Regions from separate parts of the Zea mays genome. Here region 2 is linked to region 1. A link is a contact called in public Hi-C data. All regions are on one chromosome and are shown on one strand. The core of a region is the stretch at or near the end of the contact, and the rest is flanking DNA. Distances in the headings are between cores, read along the strand shown. Region 1 holds the start of LOC100274157 (Transducin/WD40 repeat-like superfamily protein). Region 2 holds the start of LOC100275460.

What was found. Hi-C and Micro-C count contacts between places; a contact is called where the count stands out from the background.
Region 2: a contact with region 1 is called in a Hi-C map of endosperm, with 4 times the contacts expected there. The contact joins the promoter of LOC100275460 here to the promoter of LOC100274157 in region 1. A contact is called at or near these places in 6 of 25 Hi-C or Micro-C datasets (bundle sheath, ear, endosperm and 2 more).

Annotation. Positions count from the first base shown.
Region 1 is chr1:222,413,766-222,418,589 of Zm-B73-REFERENCE-NAM-5.0, forward strand. LOC100274157 (Transducin/WD40 repeat-like superfamily protein) reads left to right here and starts at 2,383. Exons shown (of 10, transcript NM_001148535.2): 1 at 2,383-2,558; 2 at 2,681-2,866; 3 at 2,991-3,158. The coding sequence starts at 2,726. It overlaps LOC103643318 (protein ALP1-like), which reads right to left and starts at 1,719. Exons shown (of 2, transcript XM_008666471.4): 1 at 1,447-1,719; 2 at 103-1,368. The coding sequence starts at 1,694. The coding sequence ends at 327.
Region 2 is chr1:222,672,819-222,677,642 of Zm-B73-REFERENCE-NAM-5.0, forward strand. LOC100275460 reads left to right here and starts at 2,947. Exons shown (of 8, transcript XM_035964242.1): 1 at 2,947-3,723; 2 at 3,815-3,955; 3 at 4,038-4,109; 4 at 4,197-4,289; 5 at 4,383-4,442; 6 at 4,526-4,627; 7 at 4,720-4,824. The coding sequence starts at 3,466.

The DNA of each region.
Region 1 (4,824 bases), core at 1,133-3,632:
CATGTTTGGTACCTGAATGTTTTACTATATGTGTTCAACTATTTGGTTTCATGAAGTGTGAGCTTGGTGTAGTTTTTGTGTAGCATTTGTACACACATGTGGTTGCATGACAGTAGTACTCGTTCTTATTTATTTGAAACAGCAGCATCAAGTAGAACAGACATGACACTACTACACTAGGACACTCAGACACACATTACAGACACTTGACACATGAAGTAGAACAGACATGACACTGACACAGACAGTAGAACAATGACAAGTCAACTAAGACAGTTCGACAGTAGATTTAAGAACAGCCATGACACAACTTGTTTCATTGCGTCCTATGCAACTCCGGATCCATGGCGCGCCCAGTGATGGTGTATCAGATCAACCTGAAGCTGAATATATTTGTTGCGGTCTTTCAGTTGGTTGTACCTTTGATTGACGAAGTCGTTGCGCTCTTCCATTGAACCTTGAGTGGTGTCTGCCAGCACTCCGATGTTTTCAAAGGTTGTGTTCAAAGACAATGGACCTTCGTCTTCTACTATCATGTTGTGCAATATTATGCATGTTTTCATGATGTCCCCAATGTGTTCAGGACTCCAACCGTATGCAGGTCCACGGACCACACCCCATCTCTTCTGGAGTACACCGAAAGCTCGTTCTATATCTTTTCGAGCAGACTCTTGAATTGTTGCAAAGTGTTGGGTTCTAACGTCGTAGGGGTTACGGATTGTCTTCACAAATGCGGGCCAGTCTGGGTAAATCCCGTCTGCTAGGTAATATCCCATATTGTACGTGTGCCCATTCACAGTGAATGAAACGGGTGGTGTGTCACCGCTAAGATGCCTTTCGAAAAGGTTTGAACGATGAAGAACATTTATGTCGTTGCAACTACCTGGCAGACCAAAATATGCATGCCATATCCACAAGTCATACGACGCAACAGCTTCCAAGATCATGGTAGGATGTTTACCACGCCCTGTAAACATCCCCTTCCATGAACTTGGGCGGTTACGCCACTCCCAATGCATGCAATCAACACTACCAAGCATACCAGGAAACCCACGTGACTCGCCAACTTGGAGAAGGCGTGCGATATCTTCTGCATTTGGTGCACGAAGATAGTACGGAGCAAACGCGGTTTGGACGGCCGTGCAAAAGTGTTTCAATGCCTCATGAGCAGTAGATTCGCCAATACGCACGTATTCGTCAACGGCATCAGCTGGAATACCGTAAGCAAGGATTCGAACAGCAGCAACAACTTTCTGTAGAGCAGAAAGACCCATCTCACCCGCACAATTTGGACGTTGAATAAAATAAGGATCCACTTGTTGCACAGCATCAACAAGGCGCTCAAAGACATGGCGACGCATGCGGAACCTACCATAGAATTCATGTGTCATAATAGGGGTCGTAGAGTTTTGTACATGGTAAAAAGAATGTGTTAATTGTAAATACCTCCTACGAAATTGAGCATCCGTGTACACGGGGTTGGCTCCAAAGTAGTCCGCTCGGATTCTTGCATCGCCGCTCATGTGATCACGATGAATCCTAACACGCCCTGGAATCGAACCACCATGACGACGCTCATTGCGTGCACGTCGCCTCCTATTGACCATGTGCCTCGCCAACTGCAACTCTTCTTCTTCCTCTTCCATTTCTTCCATCAAGCGCACAAGAAAATTGTTTTCTAAGTAGGGATTCATGGTAGTCGAGTTTGTAAAGGCAAGGTTGAGTGAAGTATGGAAGGGTCACTTGGTATTTATAGAGGAAGTACGCTTCGGATAGAAGACAAGCGCTTGTCGTGCAAGGGAAGCAAGGCTATGGCTTCTCGAAGAAGAGTACTGGCTTACGGTGCAAGATTGTCCATTTTAAAACTTATTTTGGCAACAATATTATAGTATGTGGCGCGTTACCCACAACAATTACACAACAACAAAACAATCAATGTAATTATTATTGATATTTCGAATTTATTGCTTTAAAAATTAATAAATACAATTTTTTCGGATCATTTGTATAGTGTCAAATGAGAACAAAACAAAGAAAAATGAAAAAGAAATGGAAAATGTGAATCTGTTAACACTGTAGCTATAGGGGATGGAATTTAGAGGACGCTGCTGGAGACGGAGAATATATAGAGGACAGAATCTTTTAGAGTGTTCTGTAAAGGACAGAGAATATTCCTTTAGGGGACGAAATTTAGGGGATGCTGCTGGAGACAGTCTTATCCAGTACGCCCTCACCATCACCAACTCACCATCACCAACGCACGCGAGGCAGCCGCTGGCGCGCTGGGCCCGCCTGTTCCCCGAGGCCCGGTCTGTCGTGCGTTCCCATCCACCCGCTCCGGAGTCCGGACACGCGCTCCGCACCCAGGCGCAAGGGTGGTTTGGTTGGCCTCCGCCCCCGCGTCGCCTCGTCTCTGGGCCTGCTCGCCTCATTGCCCCCCGTGCTGCCTACGCTTTTGCCAGCGCGCGCCCCACCACCACCGGAAAAGAAATTCCCCAATTCTACTCCACCCGGCGCGCTCTCCCCACGCGCATCCGGATCCGTCCGCTCTGATCGAGGTATGGCCTCTCGAATCCGCGTTAGATTCGTCCCCTGTCTCTTCATCCGAACCCGCGTGCTGAATTTTTCGTTTCTACCGGGTAAATTTGGGGTGGTTGGTTGGGTGATTTTGCATAAGAAGTGAGTTGATCTGGACTCTGTGCCTGCCTGTGAGGGCGAGGAGGGCATGGACGAGTTCGAGCTGGAGGACAACCTCGAGTTCATCCTCCAGAGCATCCAGGAGCTGATGGAGGACCCGGGGGACAACAACGCCTTCGGAGACGCCAACCAGAACGAGCTCTTCGCCAGCATCGTTAACTACGACCAGGTCTGCTATCGATGTTTCTTCCGTGTGGTGGTTTCATCCGGGGATCGCTGTTTTGTCGGGGATGAAATTTTGATCCCCTCTCCTCGTTTTTTTCCTGAGGAATGTGTTATTGATTGTCTTGCAGGAGAACATGCTGCCCGACGTGTCTGCAGCGGACGTTGCTGCAGGGAAGGACATTCAGGGGATCCCGTGGGAGAAGATGCTCTTCGGGAGGGATAAGTACCGGGAGATGAAGATGAAGAACTACAGAAATTACCAGAATCTAAGTTACGCACGGGAGGATGCTTTGCAGGTACTCAACACTTGGTCATTTCATATTTCCCCCAATCGATGTCCACTCAAATTCTATTTTTAACAGTAGAATGTTCAACTCACTTATGCCCAATACTCCTAGGTTGCTTCCACATAGTCATGAGTCTGTGGTAAGGTACAGTCGTGGATATATATACTGTGTATGGCATCATGCTTGGTTTTTACATGCGAAACATTGAAAACTTTAGGAATATTGATATTTTTCTGAATTGTATTTTTTTGATAATGGTCCTGAATCGCACTTGTGTTGCCTTTTCATGTGAATCACAAGCCAAGCTATGATAATCAAATGTCTTATGTAAACAAATTTGTTCGACATATCTAACCTAGATATTTAATTGCCTCAACATTTTAGTGGTATATTTTGTTGACGTATTCCCTTCCCAACATGGCATTTAACACTACATTATATTGTTTATTTATGTATGTGGAATGAGATAGACGTGGCATTGAAGGCCTCTTTTTTTAATAGGGTTCTGGATTCTTAAATCTATGTTTCTGAATCCTTTTCTGCCTATAAATTTCTTGGGTGAAACAGAATCATTAATTTGGATAGTTTGGTAGGTTCAGATGACAGTGAATTTCTAGTGCGTTAATAAAATCACATTTGAGTGATTTCCACAGAAATTGGCTGCAACTAAATTCCAGTCGTGACTTTGTTATCTATATTTTGCAGTTACCCTGACACCAATGTTTATTCGTTTGGATATTTGGTACTCTGTCAATATAACCATAAACATGGCAGCTTTGTTTTAGAATTCTGGCCCAATCATTACTTCTAACTTATTCATATGATAGTTGTGGTACAAGAGTGAATGTGCGACCTACATTGACTCCTAATACTAATTACATTGACAATCAGTTACTACATGCAAACTGTTGGTTCAAATCTGTGATCTTGTTTGTTAAGAAAATTTACAAGATGATATTTGTAATGATTCAGTAGCCGGCAAATACTTGGTCAGGAAAAACTATCGAAAGGTGGAGATCATGGGATTAGGAAGGATATGAATGAAAAGTTTAGTATGGTCAGAACTCTGAAGCTTGCACTGATTTGCCCAAAGATGGGGTAGAATACACATTTATAATCGAATACAAAAGTCTATATAATGATCACCAAATTAGGACGAATGACATGTCAGAGAGCATATCCGTTGTTATCCAGTTCTGAGATTAAGTGTATCTATCCGTCTATAATTATGCAGGATCTGCTTTGTTATCACTTTTAGATGCATATTGTTTTGTTTCGGTTGGCAAAAAACTCTTGAAAACATAATTACCACCACTACTTATCACTATACTGCCGATTTCATGTCTAAACCAAAAAAACACTACCATTGCTATAGTTCATGGGGTTGATTGTCATGCTTAGCTATGGAATTTTACTCAGTTTTTTTGGTCCTTTCTTTCTTTTTTTTCTTCTCTGTGGGCAGCAGAAGGCATGGATGAACTTTAGGTAAGGTGGGTTTGGTTTGGGTGCATGTGCTCATGCTGCTCATTGATGGAGATGGGTGCTAGCTTTTCATATCTATTATGGTTCAAGGTGGTGGTTTGTTGGGGGCATACCATAGTTTCAAAGGCGTCGCCTAAGCGTCTAGGTGCCCAAACATAGCTAGGCATCCCCGTCGCCTAGCTAAGAACCAGCA
Region 2 (4,824 bases), core at 1,697-4,196, 260 kb after region 1:
TCAGCATACAAAGATGGAAATCTAATACCATTAATGATGAGCACATAGTGTCGTAGAGGCAAAAGTACATGTTATGGGTTGAACTGGAAGAAAAGGTCTGGGTGAAACAATAGGCTATATAGAAGATGGAAATACGCTTGAAGGATGGAAATTTTACCAAAGGTTTTCTTGAAGGATGGAAATACGCTTTTAGAAGTTTCTAAATTAAAGTATATTGGGGGTACTAGATCGTGCTCATATAGTACAAGTAATAGGATGATGGGCACTATCTTTTGTAAGAAATGATGACACCTAAAAGAGAGTGAATTAGACAGTCTAATCTCACTCTAAACTATACCTCTATTTTCGTCTAGTCAAAATCTATTTAATAAATAAACTATCATATGTGTAACTATAGTTTTTTTTAAGTATTACTATCTCTACCGTAAATAGTTATTCAACCTAAGTTACAAACCTATCTGCTATCCTACAACTAAGCAAGGAAGGCAAATCACACAACCAATGTAACACAATATAGATATGAAAGATTAAATATAGTACTCAAGATACAAATTCATGCAAGAGACATCCACGTGCAGTCTCTCCCTCTCTAACCCTTGTTAGAGTCCATGCAGGAGACATCCACGTGCCCATGTGAGAGACAAGGTTTCGGTCAGATAAAGTTAGGTGAAGTATGTGTGTTATAGAGTTAAGAAGGTCTCTGTATGGTTACGAGATAATGTGATATTTTTACTTAAAAAACAGTTTTAGCTCGACCAGTGGAGCTGACTCACCATCCAAAGCTAAAAAAGTACTGCAGTAATAAAACAGAGTAATACCAAACGTATCTTTAGGGTAGAGAAAGGATCCGACGATCAAATAAGAGTATCTTCAATAACGATGGTTTTTAAAATAGAGATTTCGTGATCCTAGCTATAAGCTGATCAAATGAGAGTATCATCTTCGGTGGTGGTGTTAAAAATAGGGCTTTCAAGGAGTGGAAATTGGAGTTTATTACATGTTATCAGTTTAAGATTTTTTCTCTAATCTGAAATGTATTCTTTTTAATGTAAAAAAGATAGAGTAGGGTTCTGGTTTTATAATGAAAAGGTGCTCAATTAAATAGTAGCACGTAAACACATGTATTCCCTCTGCTCATAAATATATGATACCGTTAACTTTTTAAAAAACTTTCATCACTTGTCTTATTCAAAAAACAATAAGTTATTATTTATTTTTTGTAATTTGTTTTATCACTTAAGTTAGTTTATGCTTAGCTTAAAATTTTATATTTTTAAATAAATGTTTTGAATAAGACGAGTGCTTAAAGTTTTTGAAAAAAAAATAAACGATGACGGATGTATATAGTACTCTTTTATCTAAAATTCAACAGATGAGTTATATATTGGGAGAAGAATTTGGTACCGTGCCGTGATCGTCGCGGGCAGACAAGTACCGAGGTACACGAGTACTTGTTTGTCCTACACCGACCTTGTTAGGAATAAAAAAAGCGCGTATACGAAAGGAATACGGGAAAAAAGGAGAAGTCATGTACGGACGCTACGTGTCGCCGACAAATGGTCCACATTGGCCAACCAAAACCGTGTGCGTGCATGGCACCGCTCCGTCGCATACAAACTCCAAGCCTTGGCCTTTCGTACGTACGTGTCATCCCTGCCAGCAGCAGCCGTACATTCGTTTGCGTTGTCCATGTTCATCGACCGTCGGCCGGTCTCCCGGCCTCTCTGCTATATGCGTGTCACTGGGCGGCGACAGTGCACGGGCGTACGTCGTCGCATACACACACACATGCACGTACGCCCTCCGCGCGCATTCCGTCGTTAGCCCCCGGCTGCCGGTGCATCGACACGACACGGCCTGTGTGCGAATGGTGAATGGACAGGTAATAGTTGGTCGCAGGCTACTCCAGCTACAGGAACAGAGGAGCTGCAGGGACAGATCCGACGACCAGCGGTGTCGGCACCCTCGTTTCGGTGGCACGTACGTACAGCGCGTGGCTCTCGGCACAGGGACAGGATCCCGGCCCGTCGTGCCGTCGCTGTTGCAAGTGTCACCATAAGACATGCATGTACTGCTAGCCTAGCTACTAACCGTAGCTACTAGGTACTAGGAGGCACCCTAGGCAGCACGGGGACCGGCCGTTGGTGTACGTGGAGGCAGGCAAAGCAAAGCAAAGCAATGCAATGCATGATGGCATTGTCGCGGTCTGTGCTCTGAATGCCTGCACTGCATCTGCATGCATGGGCCGATATGCCGGGCACGGGCAGGGCAGCACAGATGCCGCATGCGGCATGCACCAAACAAATCAACGAGGACGGCCGGTCCGGTCGTCGGCGCAGCTAGCCCCTGCGCGCGGAGGACGAAAGAAAACAGGCTAGGAGACAAGGGCCGGCCGGGCTTGCAGAGATCTGCATCGAATCACGCAGGCAGGGCAGGCACACGACGCGAGAGCGGACACGCGAAAGAAGGGGGGGGGGGGGGGGGGGGGGGGGGTGGCGGATCGGTAGCATGCGATGCGCGCGGCAGACCAGCAGCAGTGAGGGATCGGACGTGCGTGCCAGCGGAAGCGGCCACGGGGTGTCGTGTCCGCGCGCCCACAGGAGTGCCGCCACGAGGGAGGGGAGGGGAAGGGGGCGTCGTCAGTCGTCACGAGAGCAGGGGCGGGGCCGCGTGGGGCGGGGTGGCACGGCGCACACGCGTCCGCGCCCCGGGGGCCGGGGCTCGCGGTGTCGCCCACCGGATGGCCCGCGCGGCCGCTAGCTAAGCTAAGCTGCGCAACACCCCGGCCGCCGTCCCGATTCGTTGAATTGAACCAGCGTGCGCGCGCGCGGCCGAGGAAGGTAACTCCTGGGCCCTGGCTGGTTGATCGCCTTCAGCGCGTGACTGCAGGTCCGTAACAGGCGGTGAAGGCGACATATGTTCAGTCGCGGTAATATACTCCACAGTGCCCACGGATGTTCCTTCTCCTTCGTGCGGGCCACCTGGGGTGGGACCTGGAGCACAGGCCGGGTTGGTGGTGGTCGTTGTGCCAAGGAGCCAGAGCCCATAGCCCGGGGCCTCTCGGCGATCCAGAGGCCGGCCGGGCCCGGTCCCTTGGTGTGGCGGCGGGTCCCACGCCGATCCGGGGCCCAGCACCGGGCACCGCCGCGGGCCCCACGTCTACAGATTCGCGTCGTGCTCTAGGGAGGCTTGGCGCCCCCCAACCCCAACTATAAATAACGGCCGTCCTCTCCCCGTCTTCTACACTACACACACCCTCCTCCTCCGGTTCTCCTCGCACCTTCTCCCACCTCTGCTCTGCTCTGCTCTGCTCTCCCAGGCCAGGCCCTGCAGCTGCAAGCACCGAGGACAGACAGAGTCGCTCGCTTCGCCACCACTAGCTGTTGCTTGCCTGCCACCCAAGGATTTCCTTCCATCGAGATCAAGTAGCGTAGCGGCTTGCCTGACCAAGAGGCAGAGCTCTCGATGACGAAGCAGGGCATGGTGGTGCCGGTGCCTGAAGCGGCCGTGGCGGTACCGCCCAACTCGGCGCCGCTGTTCCAGTACCCGCCGCCGCGGGCCGCGCCGGGCGTCGCCGTGCGCAAGAAGTGCCTGCAGATGGGCGCCGGCGCCGGGCGCATCGGCGGCTGGGTGGAGTCCATGCGCGCGTCCTCGCCCACCCACGCCAAGGCGGCCGCCGCGCTCGCCGCGGGCGTCGAAGAGGAGCGGTACGCCGCGTGGATGGTGCGTCCGCGTCCGCCCCCTGCATTATCGCTGTCCGTGCCGATATCGTCGCGCGTCCCCCCTGATGATGGATCCGAATCCGATCGTGCAGGTGAAACACCCGTCGGCGCTGGCCATGTTCGACCAGCTGGTAGCGGCGTCCAAGGGGAAGCAGATCGTCGTGTTCCTCGACTACGACGGCACGCTGTCCCCCATCGTCGACGACCCCGACGCCGCCTACATGTCCGACACGGTACTGTCCCCGCCCTCCCCTCCCTGCTCCATTCACCTGTGGCTGGCTCTGATCAACGCCGTTTTGTTTCCCCCCCGGCCAGATGCGGCGGGCGGTGCGGAGCGTCGCCAAGCACTTCCCGACGGCGATCGTGAGCGGGCGGTGCCGCGACAAGGTACGCGCGCGCGCGCGCCATGGACCGACTATCGATGGTCGATCACAGCCACTGAATGAAGCTCAACACTGATTGCTGTCGTCGCAGGTGTTCGAATTCGTGAAGCTGGCAGAGCTGTACTACGCCGGCAGCCACGGCATGGACATCAAGGGCCCCGCCAAAGGGTCCCGGCACACCAAGGTACCCATCCATTCCAACCTTTGTCCCTGCATCCTCTCCGGCCACCCCAAGATACTTATCTCGCTCTGTCTGTCCTATGTGTGTGGCTCACAGGCCAAAGGAGGCGGCGTTCTCTTTCAGCCGGCCAGCCAGTTCCTGCCCATGATAGAGCAGGTACAAAATCCATGCATGCCCATGGCTGTCCAGTCCTCCTCCTCCTCTGCGTCTGCAATGCTCAATTTCGTTTGTGCTGTCAGGTGCACGATTCTCTGGTGGAAAAGACCAAGTGCATACCTGGAGCCAAGGTGGAGAACAACAAGTTCTGTGTGTCTGTCCACTTCAGATGCGTCGATGAGAAGGTAGCTTTAGTGGGCCTCCTCCTTTTTCTCTTCATATTACTATTATTTTTATGTGTTGAGACCTGAGAGAGAGATTTGTTTTGCTCAATCAGAGCTGGATCACGTTGGCGGATATGGTGAAGTCGGTGCTCAAGGACTACCCGAAGCTGAAGCTGACGCAGGGCAGGATGGTGTTCGAGGTCCGCCCCACCATCAAG